Regions from separate parts of the Triticum aestivum genome. Here region 2 is linked to region 1. A link is a contact called in public Hi-C data. All regions are on one chromosome and are shown on one strand. The core of a region is the stretch at or near the end of the contact, and the rest is flanking DNA. Distances in the headings are between cores, read along the strand shown.

Region 1 (7,116 bases), core at 1,705-4,204:
ATCAACGGCCAATTTTTCCATAAGCTCTTCTTAGGTGACTCTGTACTTTCCTGAGTTGTGCCAGCTTCAGCCGTTTCAGCTCCCATTTCAAACTTCGCGTGCTTGTGTAGTGTTTCCTGTTTAGTGCATCAATGTGAATACATAGCATTCAAACAAAACTCAATAGATTTACATATACAAGATGCATAGTTCAGGTTGTACATACCGGAAGCCATATGCAGCTTATGAGGGCGAAGGTTGCGAAAATTGATATGCAAAGACATGGAAGAAGATATGGGAACCTGCATGATTGGGATCACGGACATGAAAATGGGCAACTATTTATGCCATTAAGTATGAACAGTTCAATGATAGGAGAAATGAGTACCTCCCAAATGTTGACTTGTCATGGAAAATGTGTGGATATTGTTTGGCTGGCTGGTAATAAGTAGACAAAAATGGTCAAATGAAAATCTCAGTGAATGTGATTAACGCTTGTGATATTACCTGAGCAAGGTAGCCCCCAATTGCTGGGCCAATTATAAGGCCTAATCCCCATGCTGTATTGACCTGAATGTTTATGAAAGATCAAACTGAGTTCATGTAATGTTTCACATAGGTAGTTAAGTGTTTTATGTCGAACTGAATTTACAATTGATATGCCCAAAGCTTGTTCGTCATCCCGGCAAACTTCAATGGAGTAAGCCTGCATCCCCCGTGTAACCATAACATTATCGAAATAGACATTTGACATGATTAACAAAAACAGCTGTCGTTCATTCCTGCAACTGTCCCTCGATTTTTGTTTTTTTAAGTTACCTTGATTGGTGCTAGAAATCCGTTTAGTGCACCAAGAAGCAACCTTGTAGTGATAGCCATCCAATATTTCACACTTAATCCGAATAAAGTGTTGAACACAATGCTGAAATGTGCATGAGGAAATTAGTGTACATTTTTTTCTCTCTAATAAAAGACAAGGAAATGAAAACTAAATGTTGTGGTAAATTTTCATCCGCTTGGAGGGGAAGATATCATCACAAATACTTACACCGTGAAAAGTGAAAATACAATTACAGGCTTTCGTCCGATGCGATCTGCAACCATGCCCCAAAAGATCGATGCGAAACCTCTACCAACCATATATGATGCACCTACAGGAGAAATGTAACAGTTATGTACCGAATATTGGCGTTATTCTGAAACAAAGTATGCATGAGTTTCGTTGCTCATTGAAACTTTTACTATGTATGTAGTACAAAATTAGAATTAACGTTGGTACATTTGTGAAACAAAGACATGTGCATCAACTTTGTTGGTACAGAATGGCAGTTATGTAGTACAAAAAAATCTTACCAAGAAATCCAGCATAGAATCCAATATCTTCTTCTCTTTGAGCAACGTGCAAGTCTTGTATCTGATTTAGAGAAGGGAAAAACCTGAATACTTTCATTTTCTATTTTGCAAAATACATAACTTAGGAAGATAGCAGATCATAGGGGTGCAAAACGAGTGAATAACTACTAACTGGAATATCCGTTTCAAAAAAACTACTAACTGGAATAGGCCTATTGTTAAAACGGGACACAGGGAAAGGAGTTTCCTGCCTACAGTCGGGTTATAAAAACGTTCAGGAAAATAAAAAGAATAGTTGGCTGGTGATCACTAGGATACGGACAGTTGCTCTCCTTCATATATGCCACTGGATTTTGCATGGCATCTGCTTTTGGCCACTCGGTTTGTATCACTGACATGCGGATCCGTCCGAACATTAAAAAGTGGCAAAAACAGATGAAAACAGCTTACTGGCAAAAAGGTAAATTTCGCATAGTTACAAGAGCGTCTTATATTATGGGACAGAGGGAGTATCTTAAACTATCGACGAACCGGACATGTCTGGGCAGTTCGAGACTATCATGCAGTGTTATTTTTTTAGGGTGAGGTGGACTATTATGCAGTCTTAAAACAAACACCGAGACAAAATGAATACTGAATGAAGAAAATTGGCATGGGCATGTGAAGGTAGACTCACCATGAAGTAGAGAAACGGGAACAGCGACGTGATCGGCAAAGCTGAAAAAGATAGATAGATAGAGACAAGAGGGACGGACAGACAGGATCAGTTATGTTGGGAATACAACCGAGTAATAACATTATAATATGTCAATTATATACGGAGTATGTGCTCCAAGAATGATACCACTACGAGCAAGAACTGAGGCAGAACGCAGAAGCATTATTATTTAAGAAATGAGTACGTGCAGTGGCTATAAGATAAGACCGAGAGAAGGGATGAATTAAGAAATACTCCAGCTCGCAGGAGCAAGACAAGACAAGACAAGAGCAAGATCGACCATGCCAGTACCAGTAATTTAATCCTCTTCGTTTTAGACAGGGAGGAGTATATACTGACATGATGCAAAGGTGGTGATCCCGACGAAGAAGAGCTCCTTGTACGGGGTCCCCGTGCTGCTCTCCTTCCTCCGCTCCATGGCGCACCCGGGGCACCCCTCGTAGTACACCTTGGCGGCGGCAGCCGCCGGCGCCGGCGCCGGTGATGGCGACTCTCCCATCCTTCTCGGCCAGACGACCACGACGACGACGGCTACTCTGAGATGATGGCTGGCTGGCGGAACGGGACGACGGCAGGTGCGGCGGGCTGAGCCGGGGAAGGAAGGAAGGAGGAAGAGGCGGCTGGCCGGGGCAGAAGAGGAAGGACGAGCGGCGGCCGATGGAGTCGGAGTGGGGGCTAGTTGAAGAAGCTTGTCGTGTGGATCGTGTCTTGGTACGTGTGCCCCGCTTGGCAGCAGACGGCCGGGGCACCGCGAGAGGGACACGTCACGGCTCAGGAGCGGGCGCACGGGCGGCGTGACGGACAGCGGGAGCCACCAGCGCACCAGAGGTCCAGACAAATCCAGCTTACAGTACGTACGTAGTTACTGTCACTGAAGCTGGCAAACCAACTGAGGGTGAAGAAGGTACGTACCCCAGCGATGCACTGGTATATATAGAGAGAAAGTGCCAGGTGCAAAGCTGGGCTTACGGTTGTATGCATCGTTCTGATGCGAAGGCCGGGGCTAATTTTTTTTCCAAAAAAATAAATACAAAGCTGAGATTTCCGGGGTTGAAAAATAAGATACGAGCTTGGTCGTCTCTCCTTTAATTAGTTATTTTACAAGTTTACTTTACTTAAAAAGGATTTAAGGTGGATGGAGTATATATGAGTATTGTACTTGAAATCGAACTGATGCATTCCATGGCTTACCTTATTATAACGAGTAAAAGCAAACAAAACAGTTTCGGAAATATTCCAACGGCCTGACCAAAGATGAAGATGCCACCACCATTCACCAGTCTCGTCCACCACATTTTCTTTTCCCCACAAAAACAAAAATGAAACGCCTACTGGTCCATCACATCTTCTTTCCCCTGCAAAAATAAAAGAAAAAAAATAACACGTCTACTCCTCCATCACATGCACAGTCTTTCCCTTTTCCCTGGTCGGAAGTGATCATCTTGGGTATCCTTTTGTCACCCAACATAGTGGTTACTGTCACGGATTAATCTGCAGACTTCGCGACAGCCGATCAGTTCGGCCATGCATGATAAGTAAGCATGATGCCATTGAATGAACACAACCAATCCTATGAATCATGCCACTTGCTAGAGTAGTACGTAGTCGGTGACAACAGTTCTTCATTCACAAGCCGGAACTCATCACAACGGCAATTTTGACGAAGATCCGCACCCAGTTACTCCCTCATTCGTTTACTTATTTTATGATGGAGTGAATACGTACTCCCTCCGTTCGGCAATACCGTTGGAGAAATGAATGTATGTAGACATATTTTAACTTTATATGCATTCATTAATATCTATTTCTGCGATAAATATTGTCGGATAGAGGGAGTACTAATTACTTCTGTTTTTCTTTCTTTCGAAACTTCTACTTTTTTCTAAACTTCTATACTTTGCGGGGACAGTGGTGGATGGGCCAGTGGCAGGAGTAAGGACATGTCTTTGGGCCGAATCTTATTTGTTTGGATCATTCACGAGCGGCTGCGTAGGTTTAATCTTTTTTTTTTGAACAAAACATGGCACCAACAGGTGCTTAATTCCATTCCAGCTCTTTAAGAAAAAGTGTACATGAGAGTACACCAAGGCCTGAAGTAAGAAGAAAGCAATACGGCCATTGGAGAAGAGGAGTACAACAGATAGGTTGAGCGGCTACGTAGGTAGGTGACTGTGTGTGTGAGTGCGTTGCGACGCGATGGTAAAGATGCTTTTACAACATCTCAAAAAATAAAGATGCTTTTACAAAAGGCTAGGTCCAGGGCTTCACATGCCGAATTATTTCTTCATCATGATCGATTCGATCGTTTTCACCGGCATGTTGCCTGGCTAGCTTTTGTCACCCACTGATCCGTGTCTTGATCTAATAAAGCAGTGAAATCATCTTCCTCTTCTTCTTTTTTTCTATTATTGTGGAAGCTTCCCCCTTTGGTTCCGTCATGATATATGCCAGTAATCTCTGCTTGGGCAGAAAAGAAAACAAGACCATATGTTGGGTGGTTCTTAGAAGATCTGGCCCAGATACCGGGTGAGCAGTGGTGTTTGTTTCCGTCGGATAAGAGCAACAGACCCCGCATCCCGCCCCGGCCCGTAAAATAACCGCCAAATTGCGGGTCGGAGCCGGAAAATCTGCACGATCAGACCCCGCATCCCGCCCCGGTCCGCAAATATTTTTGTGGGGCGCGGCAAATCTTCTTCCCCAACCTCTATCTTCACGGGCTGGGAGGCTGACCCGAGCTCAACCCCTATCCGCCGTGAGATTTGGCGGGAGGGACAATTCCGCGCGCCCTTTCCCGCTCCCCGCACCCTCTGCCACCATTGCCCCCCCCCCCCCCCCCCCCGCAAGCTCCGGTTCCTCCTCCTCGGCCGTCCCTCGCCGCCATGGACGACCCCATGCTGTTCCCCGTCACCGTCGAGGTTGCGCACGCTCCTTCCCCTCGGGCGGATCTCGTCGCCGGCCATGTTGGCCCCACCGCCGTCGCCCAAGCACATGCCGCGCCTGCCCGCAAGCGGCAGGGCAACGTGGTCGTGCAGGGCGGGAATCCGGCTGCCCCCGCCGCGATGGCCCGCGCTCCGGGCGCCAACGGGGCAGCGTGATCCCGGCCGGCGGCGGAGAAGGTCGGCAAGGCCGTGGGCGTAAAGCGGAGGAAGGTTCCGGCTTCAAAGAAGCCGCCTTCTTCATCCTCTCACTTCATCCCCCCGCAAGGAGGTGCTCCGGCGATGCCGTTCAACGATGCCGCTCCCCCCGCGAGCGAGGTGTTCGACGAAATGGCCGGAAGGTATGCGTCTTCGGTCTTGGCGATTTCCTTTCATTTTCGCCATTATTCTCGATAGCTCGTGACTTGTTATCGTTCGCTATAGCGGTGGTTCGAACAATGCAACAACCGAGTTCGTGAACTTGTTGGACACGAACGCGGTTGACATTGATCAAGCCCCTTTCGAACCGTTCGACTACAATGAAACGGAGGGCGGCATGGATGATCATGGTTGTGCGGACGAATTGGAGGAGATCGAAGCGGAAGCGTATGATCAATCGCAAGCAAAAACTGGGAAAAGCCAAAGATCGAAGAACTACACGATCTTGGAAGATTAAGCTTTGATCCAAGCATGGAGTGCGGTGTCTCTTGATGCATGCACGAGTACTTCTCAAACCGACAAGAGATATTGGCAAAGGATCGAAGATCAATACTTTTGCATTATGGCAAAGCATCCCAATAGGACTCCACGCACATTTTGGTCGCTTCAAGGGTGTTGGGAGAATATCAAGCCTATGTGCAGCCGTTGGGCAGCTTGCTTGGAGCAAGTACGCAATGCACCTCCTAGTGGCACCATGAAGTCCGACTATGTGAGTTTGTTTTGCCATTGTTCAAGTTGTGCATCATCATATTGCATCATGAGAAATGATTGGATCACTTTGTTCACATTGTGCAGGACAAGATTGCTTAACATAGATACAAGAACATGGAAGCTTCGGAAGGCAGATTCTTCAAACTAGAGCATTGTTGGGAGTTGCTCCAAAAGTGCGAGAAGTGGAAGTTGATCGACAAAGAATCCCCACCAAAGAGAGGCTCACTTACAAACATAAATGAAGATGAGGATGATGATGGCCCAAGAAATTTGCACAAGCCCGATGGCGACATGAAGACTAAAGAGAAGATGAAGAGAGAGCAAGAAGCATCGAGCTTGAGGGAGAAGATTGATGCCATGGTGCAATCCAACGAGTCGATGTTGTTGAAGTCGTTGGAGATCAAGAAAGAATTGGCCGAGAAGAAGGCAAAGGAGAAGCAAGAAAAGTGGCAATTGCTCAAGGAAGAGGGGCTGCGCAAAGCTGCCATCGAGGAGAGAAGAGCACGCGCCGGTGAAAACAAATCCATGTCCATGTTGCTTGCCGAAGAGAACAAGATCATGTCAATGAACCGCAATGACATGGACGACCTCATCAAAACATGGCATGATATTTTTTTCGAAAAGGGGTTTTACCCCAGCCTCTGCATCAGAAAGATGCATACGGCTCATATTATTAAAAAAAAATCCAGCAACAAGTCTCCAAGTCTCGAAGTATGAAATAAACAAAACGCTCACAAGAGCTAAACAGAAAAGCCACAACCGGCTGGCAAAAAAAAGGAGCACTACATGCCTATCCTATTACATGACCGCCATCCAAACCGGTTGAAAATATCCTGAGCTACCATCTCCCATCGGGTAGACGCAGTAACCAAACGCTCCCTGGCCTCCGCCGGAGTGAGTACCGACCACATACGGATCAACGCTATGGCCCTGAAGATAACCTGCAAAAAATGAATGTTCGTTGATCTGTTAAAAACCAAATCATTTCTGCAGTTCCAGACTGCCCATAATAAAGCACAAACGCCAACACGAATGTGCCTCGCTGTATCGGAGTCAACCCCATCAAGCCACGTTCCAAATAACATGTTGATGGAAGTAGGCGGATTAATATTAAAAGCAATATGAATCGACCGCCATAGAATCTTAGCGAGCGGACAATCAAGAAAGAGGTGTTTGATAGTTTCGTTATGGTCACAAAAACTACATCTAGCAGAACCCACC
Region 2 (7,116 bases), core at 1,833-4,332, 340 kb after region 1:
TACACATTCCCCATTTCCGGCACATCAAATAGGAAGTTATATGTGGAAATTGCAATGCATCCTATACTAATTGGTTACCAAGAGCCATGAGTTGTCAGCTTTCTTACTTGCTAAACATTCTTAAGCTCAAAAACATAATGTTCCATATGACTAAGAATATCTTTTATACTAGAACTCACTGAACTCATCATTACTTACTATAGCAGGATTACAAATAACAAAGAACACCGATAAAAATATGGAATTGCATTAAGCCACATGCACCAGTTAAAACAAGATTTGGCCCCCTTCACAAGAAGACTATAGTTTCAACTACAAGAAACTTCTGCCTAGCTTGTCGAACTCCATTACAATTGGAGATATGTTAGACAAGTGTGACCCTGAAAAGAGGTGGCGCTTCATGGGTTTATCAGCTCTGCGAGTCAGTTTCAACACCACCGCCTGACAATTCTATGCTAGCCGCAATCCATCACAGGTTGCTCGAGAGACATGCTGCAGCCATCTTGCTCCGGCGAATTAAAAAAAATAGTATCCTCTTGCAAATCATACCCATGGCTCCTCATTGCTAGGGACAACACTGATAAGCTCATCATAGCCAAAGTATATGGCAAACTGAAGTAACACCAGTGTCACCAACCACATTTCAAAACTCCTCCATCCACCACCACTCCCAACCTAACTCTCAAATGCTTTAGCTGTCAGCGTGTCGTATCGGACTGTGTTCAAACCTCCCACACATAGCCAGGCTAGCACTGATTGGCACCTCAGGTAACTCAACAAATACCAACTATCTGCCATGAACTCCCAACGTGGTTCGCCATAGAAAAAGGTGAAGCCTGCTGGCTTCCCCTGGTCACGCACAAACACATCGATGTGGGACTTCAAGAAAACTTTGTTTCGCGTCCACCTCTTCTCACCAGAACAACACCAAAACACCACTCCCCTCTTAACTTCAGAGGCATGCTGGAGTCTAAGGATGGGACAACCGCTTTCTGCTCTCTTCACTAGTAGCATTTTGCTTTCTGAGAGGAAAAAATTGAGATATGCAATGCAGCCTGGAGCTTACAAAATGCCTCAGACTGCCCACAGCCTCAGCAGGTCAGATTTAAAACTTTATTATGCCTGGCGGGGGTGTTCCAGATTAGCAGCATCCACCGGTTTTACGTTGATAGGCATGGTCTCTTTCTTTTCTAGCTTAACATCACTATCACCAGCCTTCGCCTCTTTGTTCTGGTTGGCATGCAGGGAAAAAACAGTTCGACAGCTTATCTTGCAAATGTCTACATCTTTCTGTAGCATAAATGGACCGGTTTAGATGCAGTGGCAATGTTTTAACTGGATTGGTTTGTACCAACCTATGCAAAATCAAATTTTAGTCGTGTATTGTCCCACTATACAACCACTTCAGTACAAACAGTCGACATGCTTGTTATACAAGACACATTTGAGAAAGCAGTATGAGGTAATAGGCATTAACCAAAATGCCACACTTAACCATCAGTTTCTTTTGTAACAATTTCTATTAGCCTAGTAGTCCAGCTGGTTATACCCGGCAAAAGGGGGTTAGTATGTTCCCTTGCAAGGACATAGGGCATGTTTGGTTGGCATCCACACTTTTCCGCCACAGTGGCAAGTGTTTTGTTCTAGCCACAGTTGTGGCATGCCATAATGGCTTAGTCACACATGCTCCACTTGTCATAAACTCAGCTGCTAGCTAACTTTTGCCACAAGTGTGGCGAACAATTTGACCACCACAAAAACTGCAGCATGCCACACTTATGGCACAAAAGTGTGGTAAAGTGTGAAGGACAACCAAACATGCCCTAATGCTGATCAATGTGTGTGTGTGTCGAGTGAGATGATGCGTATTAACTGTATATTTAGCCAAAAATAAGATGATGTGCATTTTCTATTCAGCAAAACACACGGTTTTTGGCTAAGTGCCCAGTTACTAGTTTTATTTACAGTTATTGTGACTGTTCACTACATGTCCCTCCATACACATGCATACATAAACAGGATTGAAACATTAACCGCCATAGCAAATGAACATTTTAATCTGCATTTACCAGATAAAACCAGTTGGAGCATCAGACAAACAGAAATTTTACAAAACAAACTGATATGTAAGTAGATGGCAGATTGTCGATGATGAATACAACGTATCATAATTTTTTCAGATGTGCCTTATATAATGCGCAGCCATGTGGACCATTTCTGCTAAAGTATATGTAATTTTGAGATGATACACGACCGCAAATTGATTTTGGACAGGTTGGTCAATACAAAATATCCATTTAGCCAAATCATTACAGATGGACATTCATGTGATTTGAAATGCTCACAGTTACTTTGCAGGAAGGTGTTGACAAGATAAATATGGCAACCAAACTAGTTTTTCGTGACATGCAAACAAGAACATATAAACCGAGACAATAAAAACGTGGGGCTTACAGAACAACGGAAGCAACCGGGATCTGGTGTTGATAAGCAAGCGTACCTCCTCGAGACCCCCGCGAAGCAATGCACGAGCACGCTGCCCGCCTTCCTCCCCTCGTCGATAAAGTCGAGGCACGGCTCGAGGTGGTCGAGCAGGTTCTCCTCCTCCGTGTCCCTGAGCGGCACGGCCATCCGCGTCACCCTTAGCCCTTCCCCGGTCCTCTCCACCACCCGCATCAGCCGCCCCGGGGCCACCGCCGAGGGCGCCCCGTCCTCCCCGGCGACGACGCGGCGGACCTCCTCGGCTGGCAAGGAGAGGCCCGGGCGGTAGTCGGTGAAGAAGGAGATGGAGGCGGAGCTGACGACGGAGAGGACGTGGGTGATGTCGGTACCGTCCGGGAGGGAGGCGGTGAGGGCCGCGATGGCGTCGTTGATGCCGCCGAAGTAGAGGTGGTCACGGACGAGGTCCGGCATGGCGGGCGGGACCGGGGCGTCGCCGGAGGTGGCGGCCATGGGCGGGCGGGCGGCGCGGACGGGGAGGAGGAAACCCTAGAAGAGGAGGGAGCGGAGGGTTTGGGGCATTTGGTGGGTTGCCCTGCTGCTGCTGTCTGCTGTTTTCGCTGAGCTCTCGCTCGGTTGCGGAATTGCTTTTGAAACAGAAATTGCAGTTCGAAATTGCAGGGTTTAGTCAAACTAGTCCTGAATGACCAGGACTCAAACGAGTCAACGACTCAACGTGGATGACCTCGGCAGGACATTCGCTTGGTAGTGCTGCATATTGTTTTAGCACTTTTCTCAGTCACGCGCTCGGGACGTGAGGAGGCAACTACAACTCACGACCCAAAATGATCCGGCCGCGTTTCCGGTAGATATACATAAATCACGGCCCAACATGCTGGAGCAAACAGACAAACGTTTATTTTTTATCCGTCGCTGACTCATTTTCGGCTCCGTGTTTGCATCGAGATAACGGGCGGGACGCGTGCCCTTGTCCTCCCCTAACCTGCCCGTCGGGCACACAGAGGCTCCTTTTTCTCTTCACCTCCCCTACGCCCCCACCCCCTGCCCCGGCCATAGCCGCCGTCACCGCCCATTTTCCCGGGCCGCCTCCTCGCTGTCCAGCCTAGCCTTGTCCTCTCTCGCCCCATCAACGGCACGCAACCGGTAGATCTGCGGTTGCCGCCGCTGTCACTGGATTTGGCGCATCTAGCCACCGGCGACTGCGGCTTGCCATGGATTGGCCGGGTGCCGAACCGCACAGCCCTGGCAACGCCTCCACGCCGCATGCAGGTATTAACTCCGCCTCTAGCTGCTTGGATCTAAGTTGTCGGCGGTTCGCTGGCAAAGACACGCTCAGCCACCGCCCGGGCTCGGCGCTGGACCAGCAGCTCGTCAGCTCACCATTGCCGGTCATAAAGTGCGACGACTGCCAGCGGCAGGTCGTGCGCTTGGGTTTCTACCATGCCGGAACATTCCGGATTGGTGTTCTTTAAGTGCAAAAAAGATGGGGTATGTGCTTCTTTTGATTCCGTTGTGCTCACTGGATTCGATGCATTTTCGGTAGGTTATTGCTTGCTCAATTTTGTGTGTAGGATGTATGCAAGTTTTGGTATTGGAAAGAAGATTACATTGATCTATTGATAGCAAGAATGATAGATGCACGTGCACTCGTTGCTAGAATGAAGGCTAAAGATGAGACTAGATGTAAAGTGATGTCGAATTCTTTGGAATCGAACAAGAAAAAAGCGTACAAACTCGAGAAGCCGCAGATCAACAATGAAGATATAAAGAAGATATTCATCCAACTAGTAAGAGTATTTATGAAAGTTGGTTATCCTTTGAAGTGTCTAATTGTAATTCTTGTTTTCTTTGTTCTCACTTCCCTAGTGAAGAATTGATGAATTGTGTACTCTAATATATCAAAATGTTGTTGAACGAAATAAAAAAATGTATTCCAATGGCAAAAAAAAATGTATACATAGAGGCTCCAGACAGCCATGCCGGATTAGATGCGCCCAACGGCAGCGCATCAGAAAGACAGCCGACCGCCGCCCCATTGCCCTATCCAAACGGAAAAAATGGGCGCCCGTTGGACTTGAACTAAGCAAATGGTTGCAAACTTACAATAACTAGTGCAACAGGAACATATCCGGGAGTAGAAAGAACCAGACGAGGGGGGGGGGGGGGGAGGGTGCAGGCAACTATGATGATGATGCTCCCGCGCTCAATAGTACAAAACGGCCTCAATCTCAAAATTTTACCTATGTAGGTACAACATGGTCAAACTGTATTCGAATATGGTAAACTTTGTACCACCTTGCTCAGTTTCTGGGTTGAATTCGGCTTCGAGTGCCGGAAGGACACCCTGATGCATTATCTAGTACTCCCTCCGTTCCTAAATATTTGTCTTTCTAGATATTTCAACAAGTGACTACATACGGAGCAAAAGGAGCGAATCTACACTCTAAAATATGTCTACATACATCCGTATGTGGTAATCCATTTGAAATGACTAGAAAGACAAATATTTCGGAACGGAGGAAGTACATGACACTCTTATACTCGCAAGAGTTCAATTCTATTCTACTCGAGAAGACACTCACTCCCTGTGAGAAATTCTAAAAGGAAATGCTTTTACACTGCATGAAAGCTCGAAAACTGGCTACATCAGAGCCTTGAAATTGCAGGCCAGGCATCAGATCACGAAAGGCATTACACTGTTGGTGGCGGTCCTCCCTCCAACCAACTCCAAAGGTTTGCAATACATATAGCATGTAAGCAGCAGCTTCCTATATATTTGATGAGTTCTCTTTCCGCAGCTTGGCTGGCCTCTCCTTGTGCGATTCTGCATGGCAAAGTAGCAGGTTTTTGTCATGTTGCCAACACAATTCAGTCCATGTGTGAGATTGCGCTGCTCCAAATCTTCCAATATACTACTCCCTCCGTTCCTAAATACTACAAGTCTTTTTAGAGATTCCAATAAGAGACTACATACCGAGTAAAATGAGTGAATCTACACTCTAAACTACGTCTATATACATCCGTATGTAGTCCATAGTGAAATCTCTAGAAAGACTTATATTTAGGAATGGAGGGAGTAATACAACTGAATACAACCATGAACTACCCTGGTGATGAAGTAGAGAGCAGGATTCATTGTTTCTTGGGAGGATTTTTCAAAAGCCGTCGAGGCGAGTGAAACCCCAAAGAGAAAAAAAATACCTGCATATCTCCTCTTCTTGTTGGCTCTTCTTCTTTTGCGCTCAGCTTGTGTAAGCTCCACGTCTTCTTTAATATCCCCTTTCCCTTCAAAAACTTCTTCGGGAGCGAGCATTGCGGCATCTGAAACAGCTACAGGTGCAACCTGCCAAGGAAGACAAGTCGTTACATGAATGAAATACTCAAATAGAATAACTTCACAAGAGAAAAACAATGATTGTGGTACCTCTTCCATTGCTAGAGCAGGTATATTAACTTGTATGGACATATCCTCAATGACCTGAAAAGACAACACTTGTCCTTCATACCAAAAATTGCAAACTTGAGGTATTATACGATGCTGTCTAATAGAGAGCTATCACATACCGGCTTTGGGGCAAAGTGGAAATGAGAGAGCGCATCCAACTTCAAGCATATCCTCTTAAATAAATCATTTGCCTGAGTTGAATAAGAAGTTAGTCAGAATCAGGAAGTATCACTTTGGTAACACAAAAATATCCACATAGCCAGAATGATAGTTGATATCATCATAAAGACAAAGAGAACATATGCACACAGCACCGGTGGAAAGATTGCAGGAAACAGAAGCATAAAATCAAGTTGGCCAATGTAGTATCAAGTGTGACCTACGCAATATGCATGCTTAAAGTAACGCATATAGTGACTGAAGCAATCCATTTCTTCTCATTCATTACAAAATGGAGTATTTTTCTAACACCAAAAATTCCAATAGCTAACGTCATATCCATCGCATGGCAATAAACCATCACTGAGCATCGGTATTAAAATTGTACTTCGTAATATGACAAGCATCTTGTGCACCACGAAAAAGTGATGATGAATATATTGACACTACAGTCATCAGGACAAGCAGGGAACATGAAAGCTTGCTAATTTAGATGGATATAATAACATCTGGCATGCCTTTACTGACAAGACAATGCAAGATTTGCTCTTTAGCGGACATTATCTTTCAATCCAACACAAATGATGTATCAGATGTTGCACAACAATTAAGACCAACAAAAGCAGAATAAAACTGTAATCATGATAGGTAAATCCAACGTCACTCAGGTTTTCTAGTAAAAACAATTGATTGCTCACCTCATTCTTCAGTTCATCTGAAATAGCAAGTGTGGCAGGTGCAATGCCAGTTTTTTCCTTAAACTCATCCTGGAAGAGCAAAAGAATCAGTTAGTGGATGAACTATACTAAAACTGGTCCTATCTACCAACTTGTTTGGATTTAAAATAAGATCATAGTAAGACAATACAGACCTCATACTGTTCAGCAAGACCCTTTTTGCTCTTGTTTTCATCCTGTTGAAATATAGCAACAATAGTGAATCACAAAATTATCATACTGTTATCATGAAAGAATTCCAGTTATTGCACCCGATCAAAAACCATACCATCTCCTTTTGCTGCTTTGGAACTTTATACGGCAAGGTTGAAGGCT

What was found. Hi-C and Micro-C count contacts between places; a contact is called where the count stands out from the background.
Region 2: a contact with region 1 is called in a Hi-C map of leaf, with 4 times the contacts expected there. The contact joins the promoter of LOC123120458 here to the promoter of LOC123120454 in region 1. A contact is called at or near these places in 1 of 5 Hi-C or Micro-C datasets (leaf) and 1 of 1 datasets of contacts at active chromatin or transcription factors (leaf).

Annotation. Positions count from the first base shown.
Region 1 is chr5D:244,864,420-244,871,535 of IWGSC CS RefSeq v2.1, forward strand. It overlaps LOC123120454 (protein ZINC INDUCED FACILITATOR-LIKE 1), which reads right to left and starts at 2,955. Exons shown (of 18, transcript XM_044540448.1): 1 at 2,390-2,955; 2 at 2,009-2,049; 3 at 1,333-1,393; 4 at 1,028-1,130; 5 at 799-901; 6 at 632-685; 7 at 487-549; 8 at 368-417; 9 at 206-281; 10 at 1-116. The coding sequence starts at 2,549.
Region 2 is chr5D:245,206,240-245,213,355 of IWGSC CS RefSeq v2.1, forward strand. It overlaps LOC123120458 (dual specificity protein phosphatase 12), which reads right to left and starts at 3,083. Exons shown (of 7, transcript XM_044540452.1): 1 at 2,501-3,083. The coding sequence starts at 2,952. It overlaps LOC123120459 (U3 small nucleolar ribonucleoprotein protein MPP10), which reads right to left. Exons shown (of 12, transcript XM_044540454.1): 6 at 7,070-7,116; 7 at 6,936-6,977; 8 at 6,763-6,831; 9 at 6,025-6,096; 10 at 5,885-5,938; 11 at 5,662-5,803; 12 at 4,884-5,284. The coding sequence ends at 5,229.